Linked DNA regions of Mus musculus: region 1 is linked to region 2. Evidence: chromatin contacts called from public HiChIP or PLAC-seq data. All regions are on one chromosome and are shown on one strand. The core of a region is the stretch at or near the end of the contact, and the rest is flanking DNA. Distances in the headings are between cores, read along the strand shown.

Evidence for each region. HiChIP or PLAC-seq counts read pairs in DNA pulled down with a chosen protein or histone mark.
Region 1: an H3K4me3 HiChIP or PLAC-seq map of the SCID.adh cell line shows a contact between it and region 2, with 14 read pairs. The contact joins the promoter of Rpf2 here to the enhancer-like site in region 2. A contact is called at or near these places in 2 of 39 promoter capture datasets (hippocampal neurons and neural stem cells), 1 of 15 datasets of contacts at CTCF or cohesin (the NIH/3T3 cell line), 2 of 484 Hi-C or Micro-C datasets (cortical neurons and nephron progenitors), 9 of 115 datasets of contacts at active chromatin or transcription factors (the SCID.adh cell line, T-cell acute lymphoblastic leukemia, bone marrow-derived macrophages and 3 more) and 1 of 9 other capture datasets (embryonic stem cells).

The regions. Positions count from the first base shown.
Region 1 is chr10:40,244,296-40,251,079 of GRCm38.p6, reverse strand. It overlaps Rpf2 (ribosome production factor 2 homolog), which reads left to right and starts at 4,041. Exons shown (of 10, transcript NM_023323.3): 1 at 4,041-4,127; 2 at 6,363-6,495. The coding sequence starts at 4,105. It overlaps Gtf3c6 (general transcription factor IIIC, polypeptide 6, alpha), which reads left to right. Exons shown (of 6, transcript NM_026113.5): 6 at 1,249-3,379. The coding sequence ends at 1,547.
Region 2 is chr10:39,845,663-39,852,558 of GRCm38.p6, reverse strand. It overlaps Rev3l (REV3 like, DNA directed polymerase zeta catalytic subunit), which reads right to left. Exons shown (of 32, transcript NM_011264.3): 22 at 6,276-6,417; 23 at 5,646-5,890; 24 at 4,476-4,584; 25 at 486-692. Among named protein-coding and RNA genes, the nearest start is that of Mfsd4b4, 50 kb to the left of the region's middle. Within about 2 kb of position 2,203, at least 9 of the 459 cell types and tissues checked have an H3K27ac peak or open chromatin away from gene starts, as enhancers often do. A contact at or near this core is called in the SCID.adh cell line and neural stem cells, where this site is marked.

The sequences.
Region 1 (6,784 bases), core at 2,792-5,291, 400 kb before region 2:
GCATGTGTGGGGCCCTGGGATCGGTGCCTAGTACTAGAGGGATGTGATAGCACATGCTTGAAATCCCAGTGATTTGGGCAGTTGGGGAAGGCAGCTGAAGATCATGAGTTCAAGGCCAGAGTGAGCTATGACACATTGACATGAGCACCACGCCGGATGTGTTGCTGTGCCTTTTTCCCAGCTTAGGCTCTCTTTGTCTTCCTTTTGCTTTTTTGGGGGGGAGGAAGAGGGTGGTTTTCGAGACAGGGTTTCTCTGTGTAGCCCTGGCTGTCCTGGAACTCACCCTGTAGACCAGGTTGGCCTCGAACTCAGAAATCTGTCTGCCTCTGCCTCCCAATGCTGGGATTAAAGGCATGTGCCACCACGCCCAGCTTCCTTTTGCTTTTGTGCCACGGATTCCCCTTCCTACTCTCATATCCTACATACACATATTAAAGAAAGCATGTAGGATGTGTCTTTCTCACCACATAGTGAGTTCTGGTTGTGTCTGTTTTCCTACATGTGTCAATGTAATTCTTACTTATAGCTAAGAAACTTACATTGTGCATTGTATCGGGAGCACTTTTGGGTTTTGACAGGAGCTCTTAGCACCCAGGCTGGGTGAATTTCTGACCTTCTTACCACCTCCACTGCCCTAGCTGTGCCTACAGGCAGGCACTCACTCACACTTTAGAGATACTTTTTCTAGCTGTTGGGGTGATGACTTGCAGTGGTCTGGGCCTACAATCCCAGTACTGGGGAGGCAGACACAGGTGGATCTGTGAGTTTGAAGCCAGCCTGTGAGTTCCAGGTCAGCCAGGGCTATACAGAGGAACCCAATTTTGAAAAAGAAACAAACAAAAACATTAAAGATGTTTGGTCCTTCCTTTGGAAGGAACTTGAGGTGTGCAAAGCTATATCTCCCTACATTTGTTTATCTATCTGTCGACTAATCTTTAGGATGGTTCTGTGTCTTGGCTGTTGTGCAGAGTGCAGCCGTGGGCATAGAGGTGCAAGTGTCTCTGCTGCACTGACTGTAGGGTCTTCCCTCCGTGTGCCCAGGATTAGTACAGCTGGCTCGGACAGTGCTACCCTTTTTCATAGGGCACCTTCACGCTGACGTCTGAGTGGTTGTACAATTCACATCCCCACTGGCGGTGTAGGCTCTCATCTGCACCACATTTGTTGTTAGTTCAAGAGAAAATGTCCTGACTGAGCTTTCTCCTTCTGTTTCCTTCTTTTTGTCCTGTTTATCCCCGACCCCACTAGATGGCGTAGAGTGGCTGCAAATGAAGGATAATGATTTCTCCTATAGACCCAACATGATTTGCAGCTTTCTCCATGAACATGAAGATGAGGCTGCAGGGCCGGCCTCTGATAAACCTGTGGAGCTGGAAGACCAAGAGAGTCAGATGAAAGGCAGTGCGGAGCAGACACAGGAGCAGGAGAAGGTGGAGCACTCGGAAGTGGAGGACCCTGCTCCTTCAGGGGAGACCCCTTCTGAGATGGAAAGTTCTGTTTTCATGGGAACTCAAGATGGAAATGTTTCTCAAAACAACCAGTCGTGAACTTGAAAGAAGTGGTCTTGTATGCAATTACTGCTTAGCTGTGTGTGGCTCACCATCCCGTGTTATTTTGACAGTATGCGTTTCCAGGTACGTCAGGACTTAGTATACCAGAGTCACGTAGGACCACACAGGAATTCAGCTTTTAGAACATGAGAGAGAGCATCATAGTTAAAATGCTCTTCCAGAGGACCTGGATTCGATTTCTAGTGTATACGTGGCAGTTTGGAGCCATCTGAGACTTCAGTTTCCAGAGATCTGATGCCTGCTTCTGGCCTCTGTGAGCCCCAGGTTCTCTCCTTCTACCTTTGTGGGAATTAAACTCAGGTCATCAGCCTTGTGCAGCGAACACTTTACCTGTTGGGCCGCCTCACAGCCCTCTCCACACACACCCCTCCTAAAAATACTTATGTGGGGCAGTTGGTGGCACACACCTTTGATCCCAGCACTCCGGAAGCAGAAGCAGGCACATTTCTCAGTTCAAGGGCAGCCAGTCTACAAAATGAGTTTCAAGAGAGCCAAGAGTTTCAAGGAGGTCTGAAGAGACTTTGGGCCTCTTAGAACTGGAGATAGAGATGGCCATGAGCCATGTGGTGCTGGGATTGCAGTCCTGTCCTTCCTAAGAGCAGTGAGTCCTCCTAACTGCTGGGCCATCACCACTCTTGTCTTCTGCCCCATACTCACCCTCCTTTTTTCCTGAGACAGAGTTTTTATATGTAACCCAGACTAGCCTTAAATTCTCTAGCCTTCTGACCGCAGCAAGTGTTCTTGTGTTTTAAAGTCATCCTGTGAAGAATGCAATAAGTCAGATGACTTTTTTTTTGTACAACAGATATTATATATCTGGGTTTTGTGGTTTTTTTGTTTGTTTTGTTTAAATCACAGATGAGTTCCTAGAGGATACATATTCAATGTCATCTAACCTAATCCAGTTCTGAAGTTCTGATCCTTAGTCAACCTGGACTTAGTGTCAGATCCACAGCCCCATACCATCGTGCCATCTCTAGTCTACATGCTAATCTCAAGTAGTTCCCCAAGTTACCCACCGCCTCTGACTTGCCTACAAACTGAATGTTCCCACAATGCTTTTCTCACCTTCAATTGCTTGCTAGCACAGCTCATAGAACTTGGGAAAAGGAGTTTGTTTACCAGATGGATTTATTGCTTATTTATTTTGAGACAGTGTCTTAAATAGTCCGGTCAGACTTGGACAGGAGTTTGTGCCTAGGACGGTGTATATAGTTAAGTGCTATACCACTGAGACTGCCCAGGTAGCTCCAGCCAGGCCTTTAAAGCTATTTAGAAGCCACCTTCCTAACTTGCCATTATCCATCCCAATATGCAAAAAGATGGATTTCCTGGAATGGCAGGACATGCCTTTAATCTTGGTAGGCTATGCATTTAGTTCCAGTGGTCCATAGGGAAAGGCAGCATCTCAGGTTCTACACCAGCACGGTCAACAGCTCTATGCCAGCACTGGCTGCATTTCAAGATCCTCACCCCAAAACAGAGCACACAAATGCACAGACCTTGCAATGGTAAATTAGGTCACTTGTGGTGGCAAATGACTGTAATTTTTGTCACTCAAGTGGCAGAAACAACACAGAATTCAAGATCCCGGTGATCTATATAGCAAGTTACAGGCCAGAGAAAGTGATGTAGAGAAACCCTGTCTCAAAACAAAACTCAAAATTTAATAAAGTCAGACCCAAGACTGCACACTATGAGATTCAATTCATACTATGTACAGCAGACTAGGCAATTCCAGGCAACACCGTGCCACTCGTGGATGGGTATGTGAGCTCTTTGAAGTAATAAAAGTATATTGCATGAGATAATAGTTGATGGTTGCATCTAAATCCCTACACAGCCTGATCTTCCAGCCTTCCTTTCTAAAGTACTGAGATGCCAGGACTGCAGCCCAATGCTGAGTTCTTTGATGTGTGTGTGTGTGCGCGTGCACCTCATTGTGGAGTGGAGGTTGAATTTTTAATTTTCAATTCTGCCCTCTCCTCCCCCAATGCTGGTGTTACTGCCTTCACGGCTGTGCTGGCTTCAGTGGCTTTGTGAAGGCACCCAAACCAATGAATTGTACACATTACCAGGTGTATTTTATATAACTATATGCAAGTTATATGACTGAGACTTGAGAGAAAGTCACGATGAGCAGTATTCTTCGTGTATCTTTCATGTAGAAGGCGAGGGGTTAATCAAGCTGCTTCAACTGCTCTCCCAGTTAATGGCGTCCTTTTCATAGCAGTACTTTTGGTAACTGAGTACCGTACCTCCAACCTTTCTAGCATTCTGGTTATTTCCCTGAAAAGGAACACTTGCCTCCCAAATCCTCGACTAAGTCGTTTACTTTCCGGAGAACAATCAAACAACGTTCCGTAACCAAGGGAGACGGAACGCCATGCCTTCCCAAAATGGCCGCCAGCGCGGACAGCCGGGCTGTCCATTGAAGTGGTATTTCGCACTTCCGGCACCGTCTCTTCCGGCGCTCGCGGCGGCTTCCCGGAAGTAATCGGTACACGTGCATTCGCTAAGGGATCTTGCAGCTATGGATGCTTTGGACAAAGTTCTGTAAGTGTGTGGGGCGCGATGGCGTGGGGGCGAGTCTCCCGTGACCTCCGACGCGGTCTTCCCGCTGTCGCTCTTTCCGGTCGTGCTTTGCTAGTGGTCCCTGGGAAGGAGTCGGCTCGGCCGATTCTCCGTCCCGAATCGCCGCTGGGGAAGCCGTGGTGGCAGACCGCGGGCGGTGGACTGGAGCGAGGGCGGACGCTGTGATCGGCTTATGACCTCGCCGCTGATAGATTCTGAGCTGTGAGAATGGTGGTGGCCTCGGAATCTGACAAGAACCAGGCGACAAACTGGACTCAAAGTTTTGTCACTCTGGGCATTTGAACAGCCCTAAATCAGTTTACCCTGTAAAAAATAGCTGTCACAACAGCCGTGTGTCATAGAACTGTAGAGAGCAGTGTTTGCCACAACAGGTACAAAATGGGAATTTTTCTTTTCCTTCCAACCTTGTACACTTCTGCATTTCCCTGAGTGATGGTTACGTTTGTTCAAAAAATACTTATTGAGTTCCCAAATGCTATTGCATTGGTTCTTACAGTTTTCTGCTACTTAAGTAAATATGTAGTGTAGACGACAGTTTCTTTTTAGTCATTAATGAATTTTGTGCACCTACTATGACTAACTAGTAAGGTGCTATTTATATTGATAACTGGTTAGTCAAATTGCATAAAGACACGGGCTGTAAAGTGTATAAAAACAGTGTGTGCCTTGATTTAACTCAATAAAATGTGTACATCTTTGACTGACTATTAAATGACTAACTTGGGTTTTTTTTTTTTTTGTTTGTTTGTTTTTTCGAGACGGGGTTTCTCTGTATAGCCCTGGCTATCCTGGAACTCACTCTGTAGACCAGGCTGGCCTTGAACTCAGAAATCTGCCTGCCTTTGCCTCCCAAGTGCTGGGATTAAAGGCATGTGTCACTACTGCTCAGCCTAACTTGGTTTTATACATGACATTTCATTGGAGGAGAATTTTTAAATTCTATGTGGGAAATTAAGGTGTATGCATATTTTGGGTTTTCTTTTATTTTTTTCTTTCTTTCCTCTCCCTTTCTCCTTCCTTTCCTTCCTCCCCTCCCTACCTCCCCTTTTCTTTCTCTCTCTCTTTCTCTCGCTCTCTTTTTGTCCCTCCTCCCTTCTTTTTTTTCTCTCTTTCTTCTTTCCCTACCTGTCCCAAGACTGGGAAATGGAGGGTTATTTTTATTTGAGAGAGGAGAAATTTTGTTCATAGAAAACTGTGAAAAGTATCATGTTTACTGCAGCAAATCAGAAGCAAAGTTGAATTCTTTTTTTTTACATTCTTTTTTTTTAAATTAGGTATTTTCTTTACATTTCCAGTGCTATCCCAAAAGTCCCCCATACCCTGCCCCCTGAATTATTTGCACATTGGAGTTGTAACTTACATCTAGTACAATTTTAACGTTGGCTTCCATGCCAGCAGTGAAGATCTTGGGCATATTATTTTTTTAGTCTTGAGTTGCCTGATTTGTTAAAGAGCTGTAATTACAGGCCACCATGCAGAAACATACTAAGTTAAAAACAACGCTTAACTTGACGTCATCTCATTTTTTAAATTTATTTTTATTTATGTATGTGTGAATGCTAGCTTGTATTTATGTGCACTTGTGTATGCAATGCCCGCAGAAGCCGGAAGAGAACAGCAGGTCCCTGGAACTGGAATTACAGCCAGTTGGGAGCTGTCCTGTGGGTGCTAAGAACCAAATCTACATTCAGATCTACAAAGGCAGCACTTGCTCTTAACCTAACCTCGAAGCCCCACAATCCTTTAGTGTTTAATAAGAGGTGTAGAAAAAATTAGTATTAGAACAAGTGAGAATAGCAAAAAGGAAGTTTATGTAAGAAACCAAAAGCTAATAAAACACATATCTAACAGTAATGATAAAATACTGTTGCTAATACCATCTTGAAAAAGTAGGGATTTTTGTTTGTTTGTTGAGACAAGGTTTCTCTGTGTAGCCCTGGCTGTCCTGGAACTCACTCTGTAGACCAGGCTGGCCTCGAACTCAGAAATCGGCCTGCCTCTGCCTCACAAGTGCTGGGATTAAACTCGTGTGCCACCATCACACACTGGCTAAGTGAGGTTTTTGTTTTGTTTTGTTTGTTGTTATTGTTGGAATCCTGCTTGATAAATGTGAGTACCATTCCTGCTGAGTTCCTGTCATATGAGGAAAATGTGTAACTTGTTCTGAATTGTGCTTTTTTTTTTTTTTTTTTACAGAAAGCCTAAAACTAAAAGGGCTAAGAGATTCCTTGAGAAGAGAGAACCGAAACTCACTGAGAACATTAAGAATGCCATGCTGATTAAAGGCGGAAATGCAAATGCAACCGTGACACAAGTACTCAGAGACATGGTAGGCATATGGAATTGTTGCTTCCAATTCTGTATTTTGTAGTATGTGTATGCGTGTGTGTGTGAGTATGTACATATGTGACTATACCTGTGAGCCTGTTGATGTGGTGGTAGCAGAACTTGGATGCTCTTCGAGGAATGCCTTGCCATCTTGTCAGCCCTTGCTGGCCAGCAGCATTCTCACTGAGCCACATTGCTCACCTTTCGTCTCACTGAGCCCGGGATTACAGATGGGAGCCACAGTGTCTGGCCTGGCTCATCTTTTTCTGAAATATTTGACTGCCTGTTGT
Region 2 (6,896 bases), core at 954-3,453:
GGCACTTTACTGAGTGAACTAACTATCTCTCCAGTCCATGGGGTGTTTTTTCTTTAATGTAATATTTGGACCTAACTACCAAATTAAAAGGAGTCAGTCATGGTGCTGCACACCTTTAATCCCAGCACTCGGGAGGGAGAGGAAGGCAGGTTTCTGAGTTCTAGGCCAGCCTGGTCTACAGATCGACGGTAGCCAGGGCTACCCAGAGAAATTCTGTCTTGAAAAATCAAAACAAAACAACAACAAAATTAAAAGGAATTATTTAGTATCAAAATTACTGTAAATACTATTATAAACTGGCACTGAAACCTTATGTTAGTAAATGTGGAAATATGCATATAATTTAAAAATTATTATTGAAATAAGAAAAGATGCATGTTTATAGATCCAATTTAAGAAAAACTAGTATGTCATGGAAATGACATTTTAAAGTTTAGTAACAAAGCAAAATACTTCAGTAACTACTCTCTTATTAAATGTGTTACCTCAATGCACGGCATTCTCCCAGAAAAATTAGCAGCCGTATAGCCAAACGTGACATTTGCTATCAGCTTTAGTCCTAGTTGACGGGCATTGAGCATCCGTGACAGGGCTCTGTCCTGCTTGTAAGACTTCATTGACTGCTTCACCATCAATCTAGTCTTCAAAATTTCTTCAAGCATTCTTGGTAGAACACCCTTTCGTACAGAAGGCTACCATAAAGGAGAAAAAGAAGAAGAGTGTATAAAATGCCTCAATCACACCCACATGCATATAGACTTCGGTAACTAAGAAGGAAACAAGCATACAACGGCCAACTGTCATAAACAGAAACATGCTACTAACAGAATAACCACAGGACTAGTAGCTGCCATTCACAATCATCACAGTTTATTTCTGTTGAAGAGTTTTTCTTTTAAAAGGTTCTGGTATTGTTTAAAAATTGAATGCAGCACTTCTATACGAGCTCTGAGAACTCCAGGAAGCAGGATGTCAACTAGTACATAGATAGCCATACAACAAACTCAGAGGGAAATGCTGTTCAAACTCTGATCGAGACCCCCATCCTTCTAGAGAGACACATGGGCCTTGTATCAGTCATAAACCACCTCAGTTGGTAAAGCGCTCACCCTAGCGACCCCACACAGTGCTCTGCAGGGAACTCCATTTATCTACCTTGGAAGAGTGATGAGCTGGGTTGACTCTGCTGACATTCAAACCTGCAGTTCCAGGGACTCTAGGTATTTCAAATCTGATGCTTAGAGCACTAAGCCATCCCCTCCGGCCTACATTTATTAGCAATCTGGAAGAGGGGATGAATAATGAAGTGATAACATTTGTTGTTGCCAAAAAAAAATCATTTGTATTAATCAAGACTAGGGAGGATTTATGAGAACTCTGGTAGGAATGAAAAACCACAAAACAGTATTAACTGATGATTCACAGACACGTGCAAAATAACGCATGTCAACCTGAACAATTAAAACTTCAGTTATAGGATAATCACACTTTTGAATATTAAAAAAATTATTTTTAAACTTTACATACTAGGTCAAAATGTAAATGGGGTTTTTAAGATGCTATTGAAGGGAGCTTAAGCAAACACCCACACATGTGACAGAAAACGTAGGTCAGTCTCTAATTCATTTGGTGTACCTTTAGAAGCCAGCCCAACTCTCCCTTTGTTTTATCATTTAAAAACCTCTAATTATTAGTTCGTATCAACTGTGAAAACCTTTATACTTATATACTACTATATTGTCATCATTGTCCAGCCCTTTCCCACCGTCCTCTCTATGATCTCCTTGCCTTTGCCTTTCCTAGCAGATCCTGCTTACTTCAGGTGCTCTACTACAAGCTCTACCTTCCACATGTAACAGACAAAGCGGTGTCTGTGTTTGGGTTTCAGGTTCCATTCATTTCCCTGCAGATGATATGCCTTACTATTCATTATGGCCAAATACTACATACATACATACATGTATGTATGTATGTATGTATGTATGTATGTATGTATATATATATATATCACACTTTTTAATCCACTTGTCGACTGATAAGTAAGATGGGTGTCCAGGCTGATCCTATTGCTTAGCTGTTGTGAGCAGTGCAGCAATAAGCAAGTAAGCTCTTTTGTATTCGGACTTTCTGGTTTATCCCAAGCAGTGATGTTGGATTCCATGCTAGTGGTGTTTTAGTCTGAAAGGCCTTCACAGCATTTCCATGGCAGCCATGTCATTTACCCTCCTACCCAGCTGTGGAGAACAAGGCCCCTTTCTGCTCTCACACGTGTTGGCCTTTTTTATTTCCTGAGCAACAGCCTCGATGACTGTGGTGAGGAAGTCTCAGTGCAGTCTAACTTACACTTCCTGATGGCCACAGACACCTGGGACCTTCCTATTCTTCTTTGGCCACTGCTATCTCTTTGTGATCACAAAGAAGATTATTTACTGACTGGATTGTGTGCTCATCTGGTATTCGGTTTCTTGAGTCCTTTACATATTTCAGACACATCCTGATCCAGGCTATATCTTTACTTGTGATTAATCCTGATTGTTTACTTTGCTGTAAGAAGCCTTGGAATCCCATTGGTTAATTCAAGTTTTGAGTCTTACTCAGGAAACTGTTACCTGTATATCTGTCTGAGCACAATGTACATGTCTGGTGCTCAGAGAGCCCAGATCCCCTGGAACTGGGCTAGCAAGCAGTTGTAAACCAGATGGGTGCTAGGAATTAAAACCAAGTAACAGGCAGTGCTTTTAACCACTGAGCTGCATAGCCCTTTCGATGCCTTCTATATTGAATGAATGGTAAGAGGGTTGTTGTTTTAGTCTTCTACATATGGATAATCAGGTTTCCTAACATTGTTTGTTGACATGACTTTTTTTCTTATATATATTTTTTGGCAGTTTTGTCAAGAATAAGATGGCATAGACAAACAGGTTTATTTCTAGGTTGCCAATTTTATTCTATTGGTCTGTGTTCTTTTTATGCTAATCCTATACTATCAAGCTTTTATTACTTTGGCTTTGTCAGTGTATTTGACATTAGGTATTCTGAGGCCTCCCCTCCACCATCACTCTTTTTTGCTTAGGATTGGCTTTTGCTATTTGATATCATTTGTGTTTCCATAAGACTTTTAGGGTTTTTTTTTTCTCTTCCAGTTTTGTGAAGGTCATAGGTACTTTCACAGGGTCTGCATTATGTAGTTCAATTTTGACATTATTTCATTTTAACAATATTAACTCTTTCATACAGTGGTGTTTTCCCATCTTGTTGTTCTTCAGTCTCTTTCTCCAGTGTTTCATAATTTTTATTTCTTAGATAAGGTCTCACAGTGTAGCCCTAGCTGGCCTGGTACGAGCTCTATAGACTAAGCTAGCTTGAACTCATAGATACCTGCGTAACTCTGCCTCCTTAGTGCTGGGATTAAAGGCATGCACCACCATGTCCTGCTTACTGCTTTGCAATTTTTATTGTTGAGGCCTTTCACTTTTTTGGTGAGGTTTATTCCCAGGGTTCCATTCCCCAATTAAGAATAGGATTGCTTTCCTGATTTCTTTCTCATGGAGGCATAATATTTTAAGATATAATACAAAAAGAACCATGACCAAATATGTAGAAATGCTATTTTAAAATGGATTTTTTTAAACATGGGAGAAAAAAAAACCCATCAAAACAAATCAATTGCAATTTCTCCAACTTTACCTACACCAAAAGCTGGGGATAGTCTATTCCAAAAATCTCTAAGAAAGAAATATACCACGAACTTACTGCTAAAAAATTTCTTCACATCTGACTTGTAATTAAAGTTCAATATCATCTCTTAATTGGTAGAGAATGATATTTTTGATGAGTACACCAGAATGAATTGGAGGGTTGGTGAGGTCTGCCTGTTCCATCAAATACCATGCATACCAGTAGTATACATAAATTCACTGCTAGGGAAATTGAAAAGAAATGAAGTTGGCATATAAGAGGTAATACAACTTCTGAAATCTATTTTCTTTATTCAACTAGAAAGATTTCTTCAGTTTTTCTTGAGGAGAAAGTATATAGAAAATAAAGGGCTCTTGTTAGTTTGAATGTCTTTTTAAAGAATGCAGTTATTAAATGTTAGTTTCATTCTATCTAAGATAGCATCGACTTTATTTAAAATAATGTGGAACAGCTGAAGGCTGTATACACTAAAGCAACTGAACTCTTTACCAGTTAACATCTTTGACCATCAGACTCTAAGCATGTCTGCCAGATTCTACAGAGGTAGATGCCATAGACACGCACTCCCCTCAATAGCTCATTAGTTAAATCCAAGTCTAACCAAAGCAAGATGGTTATTTTTCTTCAAAATTGTTTCCCAGAAGATTTTGGTTTTGATTTTATGAGAGAAAAGTCTTCAAGTAGTATAGCCTTATGTGCCAACAATACCCAAACCACGACTTGCTTTCTTAAAGGTAAGCCACAGTTGACTCCTTTCATTTACAAGCGAGTATTACCTTGACGAAAGCTACTCCATTGGGGGACACTGTGACGTCATGCCTAATTTGATAAAGTAAATCTGGAGGTACTCTTAGAGAGGTACAGCCAAATTTGAACTCATCATACCTGTTAAGAAAGAAGATGTTAAGCAGAGACGTTCTCAGAGCTTTTAGACATTTATAAAATTTAATCACAACTTCTCTTTCAGAAATGAAAACATGAATTTATGTAACTGGCAATATGATTATTTGGTTTATTAACAAAAATTCTTCATATATGTACGATTTATAGAAAGAAGCATTTCTTCTTTCTTTCCTTTCTTTTCTTTCCTTTTTTACTTTTTCCAGACAGTGTTTCTCTGTGTAGTCCTGGCTGTCCTAGAACTCACTCTGTAGACCAGGCTGGCCTCAAACTCAGAGACCCAACTGCTTCTACCTCTCAAGTGCTAGGATTAAAGGCATGTGTCACCACCATCCCACCAAACAAGCATTTCTAAGTGGCAGTACTTTACTACTTATGACTAAATACACACTCAAATACAAAATTTCAACTCAACATATAATCATGTTATATTAAACTCCCTAAGGAAAAATTCAAGTATAAGGTAATTTCAAATTTTCTTCTTAATAAAAGACAAATAATGATACAGCTTCCACAAGTGTTTCCTATGAGAGTTGGATCACTAGATGTGGTCTCAAGTACACAAAATAATTAAAAAGAAGATTCTATATTTCTTGAAATTAAGAAAAACATCCACTCCTTTGACAATTTAAAACATTACTCTTGTTTAACCTGAATTAATAAACTGTCAATCATTTGAAAAATCACAGCATGTTTCTAAGACAGAAGGAACTGATGACTGGAATCATTAATTTCAAAGTGCTGCAACGGAAGCTGATTTAACAAACAAAATCTCATTCTAAAGAAGACTACTGATATCCATGAAGAATAAAACAGAAGATGCGTCTCTCTCTCTCTGCTCACGGCTCTCCTCACATGAGCCATCTGTCTACAAAGCTAAACTAATCACACCACAGTTCATGTCCATTAGTAAGACAACTGCAGTAAATGGGTTAGCTGGGCTACATTCCAATTCATCTTATTCTTAAAAACAGTGAAGAAAGTCTATAATATTAATGCAAATAAAGTACTATAACATGGCTGTAAACATAAGAAAGAAATCTTACTTTCCCAAATTCTCTACATGGCCAAGGCAAGTGGAAAAGCAGTAGTTATATGCTATCACAATTGAAGGATATAGTGACTGGAAATCCAGAACAAGAACAGAGTTGCTATAGAAACGAGACTCAGGCTCCATAATGAGGGGAACACACTGTGGGGCTCTCATTTGGGATCTCTGTTGAATACTAGGTGTCACAGGAATATAGTTCATTGGTTTGGCAATACGCAACATCATTGACTCCACACGGTACTGCAAAGAGAAAAGGATACTGTTTAAATAAAAATATACTGTTCACATATATGAATGTATGTATGGTTTTCTACATCTGTTAAGTATTGTTTAGTCAAATTTCCAGGTGTCACTTAGATTGACAGAACCTTTATTTTTATGTTAAGAATATCGATTAGGATTTAGAAAATGCCAAACTTATAAAAACGTAAAGCGTAAAACATGGGAGAAATCGTCTTTCTTGGTTTCCCTGCTGGTAAGGGGCGCTTTTAACGATACTACAAGATTCAATTACTCAAGTACTGATAACAGATACAAAGTTAAAAAAAATCTAATCATTTCAAAGAGGTCAAAACCAAGTATCTCACTTGTGTAGAGCTTTAAAGTGTACAAGAAAAATTTCTACCTGTGAACCTCTTGTTAATACATGTAAAAACTGAATGCCAAAAAGTCTGGCCATTTCACTGGTTTTCCCAATTAGGTCCAGCTGTTCTAACATCTGGAGATTTCCACGGACACGGCTGACATAATGATCAACCATTTTCCATCTGTCGAAAGAGAATGCATGCGTGAATACAGGTAAAGTGGGGTTACTTAGGGGCCGTCACAACATGAACCTTTACATCAGTATGTCAGAACAGTACAAGGAGAAACTAGTAACAAGACAACATTTAAACTAGTACTTATGATAAGGAATTATAAGATAACTTGTTTCAAAACTTCCCTTGAGTTTTTGATAACCCAGGCCCAGTTCTCTATTTCACTTAGCAAAAAAAGGGTTTATTTATCCTGGATAATACCTAACTAGAGGTGGCAATATATGAATTTAGAACAGTTCTACCATCCCTAAACAAATCATCAAATGTAGGTTATGGTGTTAAGTTGAATATAAATGTTATTTATAGGTTTATGTATTACTTTTTCCTTGAGCTGTCACTGAGCGATAACCAACTTCTCTGTAAAGATTTAATACCAAAATCTAGTCCTTAATGTAGGCTTTGTTTTGTTGTTGTTGTTGTTGTTTTTT